2 separate regions of the Mus musculus genome follow, and region 2 is linked to region 1. The links are chromatin contacts, called in public promoter capture Hi-C maps. All regions are on one chromosome and are shown on one strand. Each heading gives the region's core, a stretch centred on a gene start, on an enhancer-like site or on the middle of the called end of the contact. The rest is flanking DNA. Distances are from core to core; before and after follow the strand shown. Region 1 holds the start of Ost4 (oligosaccharyltransferase complex subunit 4 (non-catalytic)). Region 2 holds the start of Cenpa (centromere protein A).

Region 1 (5,688 bases), core at 1,377-3,876:
CATCTGGTTACTGCTCCTAATAACACCCTACCATCACCTCCAACTCAGACAAGCTTCCCTTCCTAGTTTGACTGTAGCTAGAGGCAGAAGCTGACTGGACGGATGAAGCTTAAGCTGCTCTGGCAGGGGCGGAGGCTGAGAAAGCTGAGGGCTATCCACCAGTCCACTCCCATTTTTCTTCATAGTGCTTCTCTACCCAGCCATCTCTTAGCCATGGGATACCCATGGAAGTGAAACGCTGGGTTCTTTTGCCACCCTTAGATAAGTAAGACCCGCTATGCTGTCATAAATTGAATCTGGAGCTATAGCTGCCACCCTGTCTCATCATCTCAGTTAGGAGCAATGCTCAGGAATTCAGGGTCCCAGCACCACTGCTGACTTCTGTACCAGATTCTTAAGCCTGGAAACTCTAAAAGCAGAAAAGCCTCGTGGAAGAAGCCAACCTCTTAGTCTACCCCTGTCTACACAGGCTAGGCCCAGGTTGGGCCGGAGCTCACCGCCGACTCGCAGAGGGATGAGAGGTTCAAGCCCCACATCCCCCATCCCCCAGACCAGAGAGAGCAGTGAGCTGGAGCCGGGACCCCACTCTGCTACACCAGGGTGAGCACCGGAGTCCAGGCCTTCATTCCACCTCTCATTTCTACTATTCCTCCCCCCCATTTCAGCATTCAGGATAATCTTCTCCCTTTTCATTGATCCCAAAGACTAAATGCACTTTCATTAAGAATCTAGTCCCTGATTTTTATTGTACCATGGACTCAGTTTTCACTTCAAAGCATAACTTCTAATTAGTCTCGAGACACTGGCTAGCTGACTCTAGTGACTGGCAATGATGAACCTGCCTCTCCCTACCCAGCTTCACACTGCCCTTTTCATTTCCCAGCCCCTGGCTAACAGACCAGAAAAAGGGGGTTGTTTCCACAACCCTGATTTCCTGTCTCTTCTCTGTTGCAGGCTGCCTCAGGCCGGCCCCCCACGGCCTCGCTCTGCCCCCGCCTTTTCTCCTATTTCCTGTACTCTATCTGACTCCCCATCCCGGATTTGTTACAGCAGGGGGCTCTTGAACCAATGTGAGGTTTGTTTTGTCCCTAAATCACCACCACTCACTATTTCTCCCAGGGTCTGATAATGCCTTTACCTCCATGTCCAGGATGTAGCCCTAAGGTGAGGGAACACAGTGAAATGATACGTTAGTCCCGTCTTCCAGCTGCTGGTACCATGTGACAACCATAGCTCCTTGGAATGTCGGCCACACTGTCCAAGGCCTTGCAGAACATCACCTTAAGACAGAACAAAACAGGGACCTGCTCCCTCCCACTCCCCCACAGCACAAGATTTTGGGACCACAAAAAAATATATATCTATATATATATATCTATATTTTTGTATTGGGGGGAGGGAGTAGAAAAGAAAGCAGCCCCTATACTGGGCCCTATTCAGTGGCAGCTTCTTGCTCCATAGGGTTAAGGAAGACTTTGAGGAAATAAAAGTTGTTTGGAAAAATCCAGGTGTAGTTGCTTTGTATGCTGTGATGGGTAGGAGAGATGAAGTGAAGTGTGAAGGCCCTCACACCCTCCATCTTGCCTCAGACTATGTCCTGGAACCCTAGAAAAAAGGGGAAAGACCCGAAGTAAGGAAAATGCTGCAGCTTCCTTGCAGGGCTGGGGAGGTCCTTAAGGAGCCAGCCCCCATCTAACCCATTCCCTTTATATTATTTAAGCACACTTGGTTTCCAGACTATGCTCCCTCCCTTTTTTCTCCATGCTTTCTATTTGTAGTCAACCCATAAAACGTCTTTGGCTTCAGAACATGGAAATAAGTCTCCATCTTTCACTACCACGCCCCTCCCCCAAATTACTTAACGCCTCAGGTTCCGTGGGAAAGTGGGACTGTTAAGGGCTTGATCCCCCTATATTGGCAGTTACTGCCTTTATTTGTACTGGTCAGCGCCTCCGTGTAACCATACCCTATAACTTTGGCCTCTATCTCCTGGAAACCTCAAAATGGGGAATGAGGATGGCTCCGAAAACCCATCTTCATTCAAAGAGTAAGCCGTTTAGGGGGACTGAAGCAGAATACATCAAGGCACTGTACACAATGCGAACGAAGGAGCTCGGTTCTGGGCTATCAGGCTTGGCTCGACACTTTCTGACTTGAAGTTCCCTAAGAGTGTAGGCCCTGGATCGGCCTCACCACTCAGCTGTCCAGAGTCTGAGCGCTACTGCCCCGACCGTTACCTGGGGCGGAGAAAGCGCCACTTTCATTCCTGCTTCTTGGGGTTGTTTACTGCCACGTAGTGATAGAGGACCACAAGCAAGAAAAGCGACACGCCCAGCATGTTGGCGAAGATGGCGAGCTGCACGTCCGTGATCATCCTGTGGACAAGGGGAAGGACTGAGCCTCGATTCACGCACTCCTTGCTCTCTCACTAAGCCAGATCCTCGCCACCACGATCCAGCCTCCGCCGGGCTCGCCTATGAAACGGCGCCTGCGAGCCCCTCACCTGACCAGCTTCAGCCGACTCCGACACTACAGACGCACAAACTCGAGGTAGGCGACCTGAGCCGGAACTTCGTAGTGCTAGCTGGGGAACAACGCGGCACTTCCGGCTTCTCTACCCTGCCGTCTCGTCTGCTCCGGCGGCGCGCGCAAAAGAGCCGGTCTTAGGCGGAGCCTAGAATGGCCGTCCTGCGGCGAGGGCGGAACGGGGCGTGGTCCGCTCGGCAGGGGCGGGAATCCCGCCCGGGTCGCAGCTGGCTGCAGCTGGCGCGGCGGAATCCGCGGTTAGCTTCAGACGCTGTGGTGACAGCCTCCCTGGAGCCCAGGAGTGGGTTTAGGCGAGGGTGCAGCAGGCGGGAGGCTGGGCCTGACCTCTAGGCTCCGACCCACTTTCCTGCCCACCCTTCGCTTCCCTGCTCGACCCAGCCAGGTGCTTCCTTAGGGTCCTGCCCTCCCGGTCCCCTCCCAGGCTCGCTGGCGTGGGGATGGAATGGAAGGTGATGCAGAATAGGGACAGGATTGAGGAGGCTAGTGCCCTCACGGGTGGTAGTCTTTCTGAAACCACAATCCTACCAAAGAGGCGGACCATGACAACTTATTTGATCAGTGCCAGTTTCAGGCCAGTGTGGGGTGGGCGTCAGAATTAGGGTGGACTCTCTGATAATCAAAAACCAAACGTGGGGCCTCGGCCAAGTGGGAAATCACCCCACGGGTGTGAATGAGGGGGTAGGAAAGGAAGGGCTGGGACAAGCCAAGAGGGGTCGTAGGTTTGTGGTGAGGAAGAGAGTTGGCTGCAATAGACATTCAGACATCCGAGGGTCATTGGTGAGGGGAGCAGCACCCTGAATCTCTTCAGCCCTCTATCCAGCGAGAAGTAGGTTTCCCCCTTTTTGCTTTCTCCTTAGCTTCGCCATAAAAGGGAACGATGTAGAGCCAGACAGGGCCAGGGGCTGGACTGTTGCTCTGGAGCTGTCAGGGGTAATGGAAGCCAGTTGCCCTGCGGTAAAGGGGGGGCCTGGGCTCAGGGGAGGCCTCTGCTTCTCTGAGCCAAAGAAAACTCTACAGGAGCTGCTATAGGGCTGGAGCAGCTGGGACAGGGGACCAGATTGCCTCCTGTGTGCACAGTGAGCTGGCTTGCACTATTCCAATGTTGGTTTCTCTGGTCTCAGACTATCAGTGGTTTGTGTCCAGTTTGCTCATAAGCTCAATACTTGCCTTCAGTAGTTAGTTTACAGCTGCCTACCTCCTCCCACCATGTCCAGCCACCACCTACTGTTTCCCAGAAGTTTCATATTTAGAAATCCCGGGCCTACGTGCCCTCCACACAACATGGTTAAAGCCTCAGACGTGCTCTCCCCAGGCATTCCTCTATGAGTTTGTGTGTCCTCAGCTCTGTCCTGAGAGAGTGATGTCTAGATTTTAGGATTACACATTATTATGCTTCGTGTCTCCTGGAAAATTGGAGCAGATCCAAGTCCAACCACTTAGGTATGCAATTGAATCAGAATTAGTCTATGGTTTTAAAAGAAGCAGTACCTCTAGGCTGCCCGTGGCCCGAGAAGCCAGCTTCAGCCTTCAAAGAGCCAGAGCAGGGTGCATAGCATCCTAGACAGCACAACTGAGAGGCGCTTCCACGACTTGTTACTGTTATTTTATTTCCTTATTGGTAAAGAAGGAAATAGGTCCAGAAGGTAATCTAACTGAGGCCCTGCAGCTGGCTAAAGACAGTTCTTCTGACGTCCCCCCTCCCCCACAAACACAGTAGTTCGACTCAGGAGGTTGTCCAAAGGTCGGGGACAAACGGGAAAAGATTTATTTTAGAACTACCCAGAAATGACCTTTGCCTCCCTTTCCCTTCCTGTGCCTAGGTCAATGAGTCTTTATCAGCTTTCCGTGGGTCATCTGGCCTAGCGCCTGAAAGCACTGAAATAAAAACTAGTCTCAGGACCAAACTAGACTCAGCTAAGAAATGGCAACGCTTGATAAAAATCCTGGATGGAAAAGTATGTGGGAAGAGAGACCGGAAGAACCTCATGCTGCCAGGACTTGGGGAAGGTGGTGGGAAGACACTTGTGGAACTTAATCCCTAGTTAATATGATGATTTTTTTAAAGTTGCAATTTAAATAAGATTTCATAATGTAGCCCAGGCTGGCTTCAAACTCAGGATTCTCCTGCCTTTGCCTCCCCAGTGCTGGGATTACCCGTATGAGCAACTACAGAGTCTGCGGTTTAGGATGGAGAAAGCCATAACCTTGGGGAAGGAGGGAAACTAGTCCTGAGTCGCAGGGTAGTCAGCTCCTAACGTATTCTACCTGGAGAGCGGCCTCGAAGGCAAAACAAACAAACAAACAAACAAACAAACAAAAAACAAAGTGCTTGCATTTGGCAGCCATGGAGTGTGGCTTGAGATTTCTCACAAATGGGTTGGCAAAATGGCTCAGAGGGTAAGAGCACTGACTGCTATTCCGAAGGTCCTGAGTTCAATTCTCAGCAACCACATGGTGCCTCACAACCACCCAAGTTGAGATCTGACACCCTCTTCTGGTGTGTCTGAAGACAGCTACAGTGTACTTAATTATAATAATAAATAAAAAAAATATTTTTTTAAAAAGAGAGATTTCTCATGAGCTTGAATTCCCATCTGTTTTGGCATGATACAAGGCCTAATTCATATGATTCCCCCTTTTTCCTCCCAATAGTAAGTCCTTTAACAGAAGGCCTTAGATATAAAATACTCCTTATTTCTGGAGCCCCCTGCTATCCTGGCTCTGGGAACTTGAGCTCATTGTCAGTGATGGCTGAATGAATGAACTGCCTAGTATGATCCAGATTTCCCACAGACACTAGGTCATTGGAAATCCCCACCTTACAGATGTTATAAAATAGACTCTGTCTTAGTACAGGGACTTAGCAATTTTTTTGTGAGCAATTCTGGCTTAATCACTTTGGAAATCTGTGGCTACCTGGCAATGCCACCACAGCAATGCCATTGCCACACCATTGCTAACACTTCTGAATCCTATCCAACACTGGTCACCCACAGCCTGCTTGCTCATCCACAGGCCAGCAAGGAGAACTGTCATTGGTAGTGAATGGTGAATTGGAGTTTTCACAAACACTGCTGTCAGCTCCTAGGTCTTGGCTCCTAGCTGGAAAGCTAGGTGAAATGCAACCAACTGCAACCACTC
Region 2 (6,257 bases), core at 1,559-4,058, 240 kb before region 1:
TCTAGAGTAGCCAGGGCCTCAGATGTGTGCACTTGCGCCATCTCACTCTTCAGTAAAGAGAAAATGAAAGCTCCACAAGAAGCAATGGTGTGGTAACAGAGGGTAGAGGCCATTGCTAAGTACCGGGTTCAAATCCCAACTCACCTGCTCATTCCTATGACAAAACAAAAACAAACAAAAAAACTGGGTTAGACCAAGGTCAGGGTCAGGGTTAGACAGGGTCAGGGTCAGGGTTAGGGTTAGGGTTTGACCCAGACCCTGGTCTAACCCTAATCCTGACCCTGACCCTGATTAGAGTCTCTTGTCTGACATGCTGGCACAACTAATTTCTCCCCTTTCTCCTATGCTGAACTTCCCTGTTGGTTCTGAGGGTTTCTTTTCTTTCTTTCTTTCTTTTCTTTTCTTTTTTTTTTTTTTTTGGTTGTTTGTTTTTTGAGACAGGGTTTCTCTGTGTAGCCCTGGCTGTCCTGGAACTCACTCTCTAGACCAGGCTGGCCTCGAACTCAGAAATCTGCCTGCCTTTGCCTCCCGAGTGCTAAGATTAAAGGCGTGCGCCACCATGCCCGGCTGCTGAGGGTTTCTATGATCTACATGTTACAACTCTTGTTCCAGTCAACTCGTCCATAGCTCAGAGACATCTAGTGTTCAACGTGACTTCTTCAGCCCAATATGTTTTCATTCGATGTATTTTTAAAAAATTAGTAGTTTAATATACGGCATGTGGGACCGTGTTACCAGACAGACATAAGAACTAGAATGGTTGAGTGAGCTCAGATCCCAGGAATCTGAGAGATCTCAGGCTGGTAGAAGTGGAGCCATGCCTACCTGCTCTGGAACACATAACCATGATACTCCACTGAAGACCTCAGGCACTGAGTCACCCAGCACAACATCTATAGTTCTTCTCCATGCTAATGAGATATCTAGATAGCCCTGAGCCTTCAGCCAATGAGCGCCCCTTCCTAGATATTCCTTCCCACAAGAGGTATATAATCCCTGGTTCACCCCAAATAAAGTATATGCATTCACATCCATCATTAAATAAAGCAATAGGAGCAAGCAAAGATTGTCTCAGAAAGTTGTTTCATTCAGAAACGAGGTGAAGAAGGCCTTTGACTAAAGAGCTGCGCCTAAGACCCCTGAGCAAGGTCTTCTCCTCTCCAGTTCTTCCAGCACGCTCTGCCCTCACTCCCAGTCAGACCAGGTTTCACTCATCCTGGGCTCTGCCTCGACCTCTCCACCTGGCATGCCCAGATGTTGGAGGGGGGTAAAATCTTGGACCCCCATTCCTGACTCCTGGCAGTACACCAGTGACAGCCAGGTACCCAAAGAAGAAACCACAAATCACAGCATCTGGCCCAGACTTCCACTGTTTCCCCTTCCGGCCTGGTGAAGGAAGATACAAGCTGTGGATCTTCATTTCGGATTTTGCCCTGCGTTCTTCCGGTGCCCCACCCCCACTTGCAGTACAACAGTCCGATTGGTTCAAAAGCCAAAATATGCAAAACTACGTACGTTAATAAGCACTACCCTCCTCTTATGCCTTAACCCACACACCATTACAGTTATATAGGTAGTATCATCAGTTTCTTATGAATCGTAGAGTCTGTCCTCAATCTAGCTTTCTCCTTCTAGTTTACTAAAGGGCTATCTGTCTAGAGCAGACTTCATACACGGATATTATCTGACTAATTAACAGTTGCTGAGGATCCTGATGTCTTCATATATATATATATGGACTTCTGGATCATATAGTAATTCTATGTTTAAATTTCATGTCTGTTGGTAAAATACTGGAGATTGAACGAGTTGGTTGTTGGTCTTTTGTTTATTTGAGACAAAAATAAAATAAAATAAATAAGATAAAATCTTGCTCATAGCTCTGACTAGTCTGGAACTCACTATGTAGGTCTACTGGCCCTGTCCTTATAACAAACCTGCTTTTACTTCCCAAGTGCTGGGATTAAAGGAATACACAGATGAAGTCAGAGCACCTGTGGCCCAACCTCTGAACACTGCTGCACAGAGGACACCAAACTTTTGGAGGACATTTCAGATTCGAACCATGACACATTTCCATAGCAGCTGTGCCATTTTACACCACCCACCCCAATGTTCCACCAGGCTTCTATGAAACCACTGATTATATAAGTATTTTCCTGATTAGAGTACACGTTCATGATAGATCATTTAGAAAACTCAAAAAAGCAAAATGACGAAATTCTCTTTATTCTAATTACGGAGCCATGACCTGAATTCATATTACTCCCGGGAGAAAAGGAAAAGCCGGTTTTTTTCTCAGGCAATTCTGTCATTGTGTTTGATAGCATGGTCCAATAATAGTGCTGGCGCCTGCCCTGCCTGGACCTTGTCCTCAGATTCCTCCGTCCTGGCTGTCCCCACGACCCTATCTTCTGAAAAGGTCATGCAGTTAACCAGGCTTCTGAATCATATTTGCTGGTTGCTTTCAGGAGTGTCACGGGTGCTGTGTGGAGCTGTCACATTCTTGGGCATCTGTTTCCGTATTTTTAAAGCCACCTCAACGTTTGATAGAAAAGCATAAAACTTTTGAGGAAGTGAGCTCTACAAACCCACCACCCACGTAAGAACTGAGCCGTCCTGCCCAGAGGGCATCTGAAAAAGAGATCAACAGGAAAAGGGTGGGGAAATCCTGCCTTCCTTCCCGTCTTCAAGTACCCATTGGCTTCAGACCTTTATTCTCATTGGTTTATCTGGATGTCGCTCCACGCTGGCTTTCCAGAACCAGCCACTGAGAGTCACAAAGTTGGGATTTAAAAGATGCGGTGGGAGGGGCGGGTGATTTTTTGAACTGCTGGCGACCGAGTTCTGGCGGTCCTGACGCGCACCTTGGGCTTGCTCGCGTTCGGTTTCGGCAGCAGGACCAAGAAGGCTTAGGGAAGGCGGCGGGACCCGGCCCCTCGAGGCCAGCCATGGGCCCGCGTCGCAAACCGCAGACCCCAAGGAGGAGACCCTCCAGCCCGGCGCCTGGACCCTCGCGACAGAGCTCCAGTGTAGGTAAGCGAGCCTGCCCTGCACCTCCGAGGCCGGTGCGGTCATCCTGTGGGGCCGGGCCTGTAGAGGGACGGTTCCTGGTCACGGCTTGCCGCTAACCTCGCGTAGGGGTAATGGTTTTTTTGTTTATTTGTTTGTTTGTTTGCTTGTTTGTTCCTGACCGGTTTACAGCAGGGAGAAAAACGAAATGCAGACAAGACAAGGAGTTGGAGCAAAGACAAACTCATTCTGACGGACACGGGGTCTTTTTTTGCATTTATTTACTTTGCATGTATTTTGCATTTATTTTGTGTTCGTGCTCTGGCGACGGCCAGAAGAGAGCGTCGGAACCCCGGGGCCGGAGTTACAGTTGTGAGCTGCCCTTTTTTTTAGAGTGCTAGGAAGAGAACTCGGCCCCCCTGGAAGAGCAGCCTGGGCTATTAACAGCTGAACCAGCTTTCTAACTCCTACTCTTTATTATTTATTTGCAGCACTAGAGATGGAACCCAGGACTCCGTGTATGTTAGGCAAGGGTTCTACTACAGAACTATATCCCCAACCCTCTCCCCGACCCTTTTTTTTTTAAGACGGGAACTCGGTATGTATCGGTGTGTAGCCTTGGCTTGCTGACCTGAAACGTGCTATGTAGACTAGGCTAGCCTAGAGCTCACAGATCTCTGCCTGTGTTGGGGATGGTTGTATGCAGTGTGTATTCAGGAACTATTTCTGAGATCTGGTTACAATCCAGACACTGCCTCAATGTGATGTAAAAACTGTTTTCCATCACCTCTGATTGGTTAATGAGCTGATCAACCAATTGGCTGGGCAGAAGAAAGAAGAGTGGGACTTCTGTTCCCAATCAGAGGGTCCTGAAGAGACCAGGTGAGAAGAAGAGATGGAGAGACCATGTGGGTGAAGAAGGATTACTCATGAGGTCTGGATAAGAGAGCAGCCATGAGGACCCACATGGACCAGAGAGAGCCAGGGCAAGATCAGATGGCAAATAATGGGTCATATAGCCTGGTAACAGCAGCCTAGCCGGGTTAGAATATCTCAGAACCGCCGGGCGCGGTGGCGCACGCCTTTAATCCCAGCACTCGGGAGGCAGAGGCAGGCGGATTTCTGAGTTCGAGGCCAGCCTGGTCTACAAAGTGAGTTCCAGGACAGCCAGAGCTATACAGAGAAACCCTGCCTCAAAAAAAAAAAAAAAGAATATCTCAGAACCTACCTAGCTTAATGCCAGCAGCTTGTTAATAAAAAGGGGGGTAAGGAAGGACTTAGAATTAGATTTACATGCCTGCTTCTGCTTCTCTGGTGCTTGGATTAAAGGCATGCACCACCACATTCTATTTCTCATTGAGGTATGGTGAGCCCCTAAGGGAATAATGTGGTCATGGTTGTACCGCTCGACCAGAGCTGATGTTCGATGTGGACTTCCAGTGTAGAAGCAACCTTCCATTACTCTTATCTTAGGGAAAAGTTTTACATCAGCTGCGCCCACTTCTTGGCTCTCCTACTGCCCTTGTCTGCTGACCTTGTTCTTCCAGCCATTTGGTGCTTTTTATTCCCCCCTCCTTCCTCTCCATTCAGCCTCAGGCCTTGCTAGGTGCCCCCTCCTTTCCCAAGTCAACCAACCCTTCTTTTATGTGGGCCCTTAGACATATCTCCCTTTTGTGCTGTAAGGGACTTTGTGTTGTTCTTGCTACATAACAGCTCACGGCCATCTGTAACTCCATTTCCAGGGGATCCTTCTGGCCTCTGCAGGTACTGCACACACACAGACATGCACATAGGCAAAACAGATACACATACACATAGAATAAAATAAAACCATTTTAGGTGTGTGACAGTGACATCCATGTGTCCCAGGCTAACCCTGAGCTCAGGACACCCTGTCTCTGTATTCCAGGTGTTGGAACTGTAGGTGAGGGCCTGTGGGCCTGACTGGAGAGAGCTTTAGTGTGTAAGTCCTGCTTGAAATTCTCGGGCTCCCACCTGCTAACGTTGACCTTTGAGACCCAGCCTCAGGGTGTTTGAATGCAGTTCTTTCCAGGTCATCTCTGATCACTTCCGTTTCATAAACACCTGTTTGTGTATCATGAGTCTTGGAGTTCTCTTCCTCTTCTATTTCTCAAAATCTTTCTTTTCTGGGAGAGAATAAGTTCTCTCCATGTAGCCCAGTGGAGGTTCCTACCTCTGCCTCTCAGCGATGGATCGCACACGGCACGGCATTCAGTTCTCTCGCTATTCAAACTCCTTGAGTATAGTTTATTTTGATTCTTGGTTTTGGCTCCTTTTCCTTCTGGTGTTAGTCACATTCTTTGGTGGTCTCTAGTTGTGTTGCCTTCATTTTCTGTGAGTGTGTACCTGTTAACATCACCCTCTAGCCCCCAAAAGCCCAGATCTCGAAAATGGTGGGGTGGGGAGGAGGCAGCCATTTGTAGTTTATCTTTTAGTTATGGCCCATCATAGCTAGCTTCAGTTGACAGCCTGATACAAACCCAGGAAGGAGGAACTTCAACTGAGCAATTACTTCTATCAAACTGGCTGGCCTGTGGCCATGTCTGTTAAGCATTTTTTTTTAATTGCTTATCTTTGTCAGAGGGCCAAGTCCACTGTAGCCCACCACCTCCTATCTGGATTTAAAGATAGGGGAGCAGGCCGTAAGCAGCATTCCTCCAAGGATTCTGCCTCCAGATTCCTGCCTTGAGCTCCTGCCCTGGCTTCTGCTGATGGACGGTGAGTGACATATAAGCCAAATCAACCCTTCCCTCTCCAGGTAGGTCTTGGAGGTGGTGTTTATCACAGCAACAACAACCAAAGTCGAGCAGGGTCCTCCCTCTCCGTCTTCAGTGTCTCCAGTGTCTCCAGTCTCTACACACTGCTCTGCCTCTCTGTCTTCAGTGTCTCCAGTCTCTACACACTGCTCTGCCTCTCTGTCTTCAGTGTCTCCAGTCTCCTACACACTGCTCTGCCTCTCTGTCTTCAGTGTCTCCAGTCTCTACACACTGCTCTGCCTCTCTGTCTTCAGTGTCTCCAGTCTCTACACACTGCTCTGCCTCTCTGTCTTCAGTGTCTCCAGTCTCCTACACACTGCTCTGTGTCTTTGCTTTATCATCCTGACCTCACCGGTGGTTAAGTCTCCACCTCCTGCCTGGCACAGGCCGCCCCTGCACTGGTCCCGTCTCCCTTCTTCCATTTTCCTTGCAGTGTTCCTCACTGCTTGGGATCGAATTGGCTGGGCT

Evidence for each region. Capture Hi-C pulls out chosen DNA fragments and counts their contacts.
Region 2: a contact with region 1 is called in a promoter capture Hi-C map of adipose tissue. The contact joins the promoter of Cenpa here to the promoter of Ost4 in region 1. A contact is called at or near these places in 5 of 39 promoter capture datasets (hippocampal neurons, liver, macrophages and 2 more), 3 of 484 Hi-C or Micro-C datasets (the C2C12 cell line, CD8 T cells and granulocyte-monocyte progenitors), 3 of 115 datasets of contacts at active chromatin or transcription factors (bone marrow-derived macrophages, embryonic stem cells and microglia) and 3 of 9 other capture datasets (adipose tissue, liver and pancreatic islet).

Annotation. Positions count from the first base shown.
Region 1 is chr5:30,905,162-30,910,849 of GRCm38.p6, forward strand. Ost4 (oligosaccharyltransferase complex subunit 4 (non-catalytic)) reads right to left here and starts at 2,627. Exons shown (of 3, transcript NM_024460.4): 1 at 2,504-2,627; 2 at 2,238-2,375; 3 at 1,355-1,605. The coding sequence starts at 2,374. The coding sequence ends at 2,261. It overlaps Agbl5 (ATP/GTP binding protein-like 5), which reads left to right. Exons shown (of 16, transcript NM_001374737.1): 15 at 470-600; 16 at 955-1,503. The coding sequence ends at 518.
Region 2 is chr5:30,664,078-30,670,334 of GRCm38.p6, forward strand. Cenpa (centromere protein A) reads left to right here and starts at 2,809. Exons shown (of 5, transcript NM_007681.3): 1 at 2,809-3,036. The coding sequence starts at 2,952.